2 separate regions of the Mus musculus genome follow, and region 1 is linked to region 2. Evidence: chromatin contacts called from public Hi-C data. All regions are on one chromosome and are shown on one strand. Each heading gives the region's core, a stretch centred on a gene start, on an enhancer-like site or on the middle of the called end of the contact. The rest is flanking DNA. Distances are from core to core; before and after follow the strand shown.

Region 1 (3,222 bases), core at 589-3,088, 200 kb after region 2:
CTACCCACCCACTCCCCCTATTTGGCCCTGGCGTTCCCCTGTACTGGGGCATATAAAGTTTGCGTGTCCAATGGGCCTCTCTTTCCAGTGATGGCCGACTAGGCCATCTTTTGATACATATGCAGCTAGAGTCAAGAGCTCCGGGGTACTGGTTAGTTCATAATGTTGTTCCACCTATAGGGTTGCAGATCCCTTTAGCTCCTTGGGTACTTTCTCTAGCTCCTCCATTGGGAGCCCTGTGATCCATCCATTAGCTGACTGTGAGCCTCCACTTCTGTGTTTGCTAGGCCCCGGCATAGTCTCACAAGAGACAGCTACATCTGGGTCCTTTCGATAAAATCTTGCTAGTGTATGCAATGGTGTCAGCGTTTGGATGCTGATTATGGGGTGGATCCCTGGATATGGCAGTCTCTACATGGTCCATCCTTTCATCTCAGCTCCAAACTTTATCTCTGTAACTCCTTCCATGGGTGTTTTGTTCCCAATTCTAAGGAGGGGCATAGTGTCCACACTTCAGTCTTCATTCTTCTTGAGTTTCATGTGTTTAGCAAATTGTATCTTATATCTTGGGTATCCTAGGTTTGGGGCTAATATCCACTTATCAGTGAGTACATATTGTGTGAGTTAAGGTTGGTCATTTTCAACTTCAAAGTTGCTCTCAGTTGGAGCTCTGTGCACTATAAGATGTATTTGGTGAACGCGTCCCCACTTGTTTTCAGATTGGATTATTAGCCATGTGGTAGCAATGACACTTGTGTTCCTGGTAGCCTTCAATTTCATTTAAAGAGAGGAAGGTTTACTTCCTCTTACAGTTTTTCCGCTTTTTAGTACATTATATTGGTTGCTTCTGTTGCTTTGGGGAGTGTCAGAACTGGAGTATGAGGCAAAACCACTTGCCTAATAGTCAGGATGGAAAAGAGAGATCAAAAGCAAGGGCAATGGAGTCCCGCTGTGCCTATTAAGGACTCAACTCTGCCTACCCCCACTCCCACATGTGACAAAAGACCTCCCACTAGGCTCCCTGTTTTCAAAAGCTGAGGCCCAGAAGTACTCTGCTAAATCAGCTCTCTTTGGTGTTCTGCAGCACCACCTTGTTAGGCTGAGAGAATCTGTATGTGGTGGACTCAGTAGTTCAGAGCACGACAGCACCAGACACTGGCTGTGAAGCAAGTCTTTGCTTTGTGCTGCCCTGCTCTGTAAAAGTCTAAGGTAAACTGTGAAAGAAAGCTGCACAGAAGTTCTAGGCAGAAGGAGCCATCCTCTGTTCTTCATATAGGTAAGACCCAGCACAATACTCAAGTATCAGCCCGAGTATTACTTGGTTTCTTTATCTGCATCATTTAGGAGATGAATAGAATAGACCAGAAGACTGGTCTTCTAGTGGACTTACAATGTTCTGGCTGTAAGGTTTCATGGAAAAGTTCTTTTACTAGCAGGAATGTATAGCTCTGCCTAGGAAGGCACGGAATAAAGAAAGTTGAATATTAATAATGGTAAATAGTGCAAAATTGTGAAACTAAAGCAAACCTAATATTTGAAAGACAAAATATATGTCCCACATGGAAATATAATCTATGACAAAGAATTTTTAATAGTTTAGTTTCCCACCCCTTCTCTCTGTTCAATTACACTTCTCCAGTCGTTACCAAGAATGTGCGCATGGCCAGTTAACAACCGCACTTCTCTGCATGGTTCATTTCTAGCCAGTGATCAAGGGTAAAAGGCAATGACCGAATATGAAAGGGTCAGGGCTGTGTGTCAGGGGATAGTCCTCTCCCACTGAGAACAAAATAAAGCTCTGAGAGCCTGTGACCTGGTTCTTTCTCTAAGAAGTTCAGAAGGAGAAGGAGTGAAGGGCTAAGCAAGGAATGTATCCACAGGCACTTGAGGTCTGATTCACCCTACAAGAGATTCTTTGGAAGGTCTCAAGGTTCTCAGTTCCGTTATATTACAGCACAAAAAAGTAGTTCAGTTCTTCTTGACATAACCCAAGGCTTGTTTTCACTGCCTCTCTCCACATGTGTTTATGGAACAAATGATTATCTTGAGCCACTGAAATATTAGTTTAAAAATAAGATGTATCTCCTGGACCACATTTTGTTTTATCTTTGACAACATTTTGTTCTAAAGAAACGCAACATAGCAAAATATAAACAGCATACCAAAACAATAACAAACATGAACTTGACTTTTTCTACCCGAGGCGGAATTAAAACAGGGCAACCGATCTCAACGCTCTTTAGCAGAAACTGTTCTGGAAGCTCATGTGTAGTTAATGGTTCCACCACCAAGCATCCTGCACATTATTTAAAAAAGAAAAAGTTGTCCAGCCTGGTTTCTATTCTCTCTAAACTGGAAAGGTGAAGCCAATAAAGATGATAGAGGGCAAAATTTTCTGTTGAGATAATTTTCATCTTAATTTACAAGCTGACTCTTCAGGGAGGAGACTTGAGGCTGTAATTTCCCAACTTTGTTGTGCAAGAACCAATAAAAGAGAGAGTAAACTCAGGAGAGGCTTTGTGAAAGAGCCTTCTTGTATCAATACATTCTTGCACACACTGGACTATTGTTTTGGAAGTAAACAGAAAATAAACATAGCTCTAAGTTGATTGTGTTGAAACAAGATGCTTAATAGTTTCATTTATCTACTGGTTTATCTTGATTTTCAGTGAGGGATGCCCTTGCCCACAATCACTGTTGAACACTTTCTCCAGCTCTATGTCTCACGATCTCTTTTTCTGCTCTTCCTTCTTCTCTAGAATTTCCTCCCATAGCCATTTGAAGTGGAGACATAACCTCTGAAGTCCCCATGGGTCCTTTGCATGGGTGAGCAGTATGAAAGGAGAATCTGGGTAATCAGCCATATTGCACAGGAAAGGGAAAATGAACCAGACAGAGTAGCCCTGGAAGAGCAGCCTGGTTCCTATTTTTTACTCTAGTCCTTCTCTTTGGTAGCCTGAACATTTTCTATAAAGTTTTTTTTTTAATTGACAGCTTGTTACATTAAATTTTGTCATTTCATCTCCTACTCTAATATGCTTTGTAATGTGGCAGTATGTTACTGCCAGAGGGGGTGCCTTTAGTGGTCCCATGCTGAGGTCTCCCCCCAGGTACAAGCTATGTAACAGATCTAGGACAAAATGAAGTTTATTTGGGGCATGGGAAGGGGATGTGGGAAAAGGAGTAGATGCAGAGAAAGAAAGGGGACAGAGAGAAACAGAA
Region 2 (3,034 bases), core at 270-2,769:
TTTACACCTGGTTGCCCTTTGCATGCCATTACTTACTTGCATGTTGCTGTTGCTACCATCAACACAACAGCCCTCATTATTTTCACCACTCTGCACGGCTGCAAAGCATATGCATTCTGAGATCAATGATTTGTCTGGACTAACTTAAAATGCAGTAAGATTGGCTAGCTATGTAGCTAGAAGGGACTGTAAAGCGTGGGTATAGTATACTAACTGGGTGGTTCTAATTTATACCAATAGCCAGGCCAATGGCAGCCAAGAATAGGTATAGCCCTCCTATCTGCCAGTCACAGCTCTTTGCTGTGTAGGGGTTGTGTTCTTCTTTCCTTGGACTGGATTGATGACAGCCTTTGAAAGGTCATATCAACCAGACGTGGGGCTCTCTAGAGACGCTGTAGGCCAGGTCATCTAAAGTTCACTTGGGCTAGTCTTGCTCCCAGTGGAAGTTTCCACTGCTCACACAGGCTGTGGACTCCAAACAGGAGTCCTGCCTTCCGCAGCCGTCATTACACTAGCTCTTGCAGCTGGAGTGCCATTCTTTCTGGATAGCTCTCCATTCAAGGATATAAGGCATTAAGGAAGCTTTCTCAAATGGCATATTCTCAACAGTTTTATTTGTCCATGGAGAAACATCAAAAGGTGCTTATAGAAAAAGACTTTAACAAAGGCTTAACCAAAATTCTTAACAAGACTTAACAGTGATCAACAATGTTTAACCTTTGCCCCAATACCCAAGGTGGGCTGGGTCCCTTGATCTGTGTCTGTCGGAAAACATTTGGCTTCTGTGTATGGTGCTCTATATATGATTTTTTTTTTACTGATTATTCACAGCCTTAAACCATTTTGTACCTTTGTAGTCTTCGGACTATAAGAATTCCTTCAGCTACCTGCAGCTAAAAATAATGGCAGCTAGGCTAATTGAATAAAAGGCACCATCCTAAAGTCATGAACTGTGTGACCAGTGTCTTATCAATCTTGAAATAAGTCAGAGAGGGTGTAAGACAAGAATTCTACATGGATTATTAATTAAGTAGAAACAAAGCAAAAACCAACAACAGGAAAGATTAGTAGTGGTTACTCATGGGCAGCTGGATGACCCTCAAACCAAGAAGACAGCACAGCTGTGTTGGAAGAGAGGGAAGAAGAGCAGAGCATTTATTGGAACCACTGGTGTCTTAACAGGATTCAGGCTCATAATTTCCTATGTGACTCATCTAGCATTGCACAATCGATGCTTTGAAAGTCTATTTCCTCAAGACGTCGGCATGGTGTTACACTGCAGCTTCCTGATGCACATTTTTAACTCCTGTAGTTTCTTAAAACATGTTTCAGACTGCTGTGTTTACCTGTTGGATGGACTACTTTATATTCATTAAAAATGTCTTAAGAGCTTTACCACACACACTCATCCCTTTAATTTTTTTTCTCTGTAAGTCTAATTTAACTGTAGGAGTCTGAGCCATTAGCCCTTCAGTATTTCCTGTGTTATTTTGAGATTTTTTTTTTTTTCAAAAGAGCCTTTGGTCATGTGCTGAAAATAATTGTCAGTCAAATCATTATTCTTCATTGAGGAAGAGCCTGAAACTATGGGGTACTTAAAAACAAGCGGAGTGGGGGAATGAAGCTGTTCTAACCCCAAAAGCAAAATCTCCAATCTAGAAAAGTAGGTTCCTTTTCAATTGACAGCATAGAGAAACCAAACCACAGGTAGATGTACAAGGCGATGGGGCAGACTTCTGAAGGGATAGTGAATTTTAAAATGTGTTTTCTCTAGTTTGTGAGGTTTTTATCCACAGATGCCTAATCTTTATTAAGACTCGAGGGAAAAATTACATTCATATCCAAAGTTAGAAGGCTATTATTCCTCACTTTCAAGGATTTAACAGTAAGTTAAATCTCTATTATGGTTAGTACTTAATAACCTACTGTAAAATCATGACTTACTTTTCCAGGGGCTTAGCTTTCCTAAGAAATACATATGCTGATGAACACCGTGTGTCTGTTTACTCATTTGCCTTTTTATGTTAATAAAATTTCGGATGTTGTCACTAGAAGCAAGTGTTCAGTTTGCCAACATTCCTTTAGGAAATACACTATGTTTAGACAGTTTTAAAACAATCAGCATCCGGCTGAAACATCTGATAAACTGTAAAGCAGGAATAGGTACTTTAATTTTAGAGTAACTATGAGTGATTTCCTCTCCTTGCAGGTCTGCAGTTTCTTGTCCTCAGGATCCAGTACTGACTGAGAGCAAGTTGCCACTGGACTCTGCATGGACTAAGGCAAAACGTGTAAGTAAGACGCCTTTATCATCAGAGTCATGATCTCATTAAGTTTCTTGGTTTAAGGAGCATGAACTCTATAAATAATTCAAACTGTACTGAAAGAGTTAAAGCTTTGCTTTATATGACAAATCATGGCTTTGAGACAACTTGTCCTAAGTTCGTTCAGGGTGGAAAAATCTGAGGATGTTTAACATAGAGCAAAGTAGTTTAAGGAGATATTTCCAAAATTTGTGTTAGCCAAATAATCTCAAGGACATTTACGTTTGCATTCTTTCTTGTTCTCATCCTAGATGAACATAGGGTTTCCTTGCTTGACATGAAGAAATTAAGAACAATAAACTTGGCTCATCACTTCTGATCTCCAGCTAAGGTTATTAAAAGCACAAAAGTGCTGATTTACAACAAGGGTGTTCAGGCCCCATCTAACAATGCTCAGTCCAATGGTTGTGTGAAAATTCTAGCCTGTTTTCTTCCCCTTAGTGAGAAATCTTTGAAATCCAAAATGACTCTTATGAACTTCAAAAAGGTGTGATGGCCAATTGTTTAAGCCCCGGTGAGAAAATTCTCCCACGAGTTCATAGAACACAGTGTTATGATGTTAGAAACTCAAATGCCTTTTACACAGGATGTTAACCTCTCACAGAAGCCTGCTGCTGTGATGTGGGAAGTCCTGGCTTCCAGGTTTACAAGGATGAGGGCTGTAAACAGGATGCTGAGCGCCACCTAAGGACACAGTGCCTCTCCTTGGA

The links. A called contact is a pair of places that touch in the nucleus more often than the background predicts.
Region 1: a Hi-C map of uterus shows a contact between it and region 2, with 1.6 times the contacts expected there. The contact joins two enhancer-like sites. A contact is called at or near these places in 4 of 484 Hi-C or Micro-C datasets (bone marrow-derived macrophages, macrophages and uterus) and 1 of 115 datasets of contacts at active chromatin or transcription factors (cardiomyocytes).

What each region holds. Positions count from the first base shown.
Region 1 is chr10:56,794,628-56,797,849 of GRCm38.p6, forward strand. No RefSeq gene overlaps it. Among named protein-coding and RNA genes, the nearest start is that of Gm36769, 140 kb to the right of the region's middle. Within about 2 kb of position 1,839, at least 19 of the 459 cell types and tissues checked have an H3K27ac peak or open chromatin away from gene starts, as enhancers often do. A contact at or near this core is called in bone marrow-derived macrophages and uterus, where this site is marked.
Region 2 is chr10:56,597,197-56,600,230 of GRCm38.p6, forward strand. No RefSeq gene overlaps it. Among named protein-coding and RNA genes, the nearest start is that of Gm36595, 170 kb to the left of the region's middle. Within about 2 kb of position 1,520, at least 45 of the 459 cell types and tissues checked have an H3K27ac peak or open chromatin away from gene starts, as enhancers often do. A contact at or near this core is called in bone marrow-derived macrophages and uterus, where this site is marked.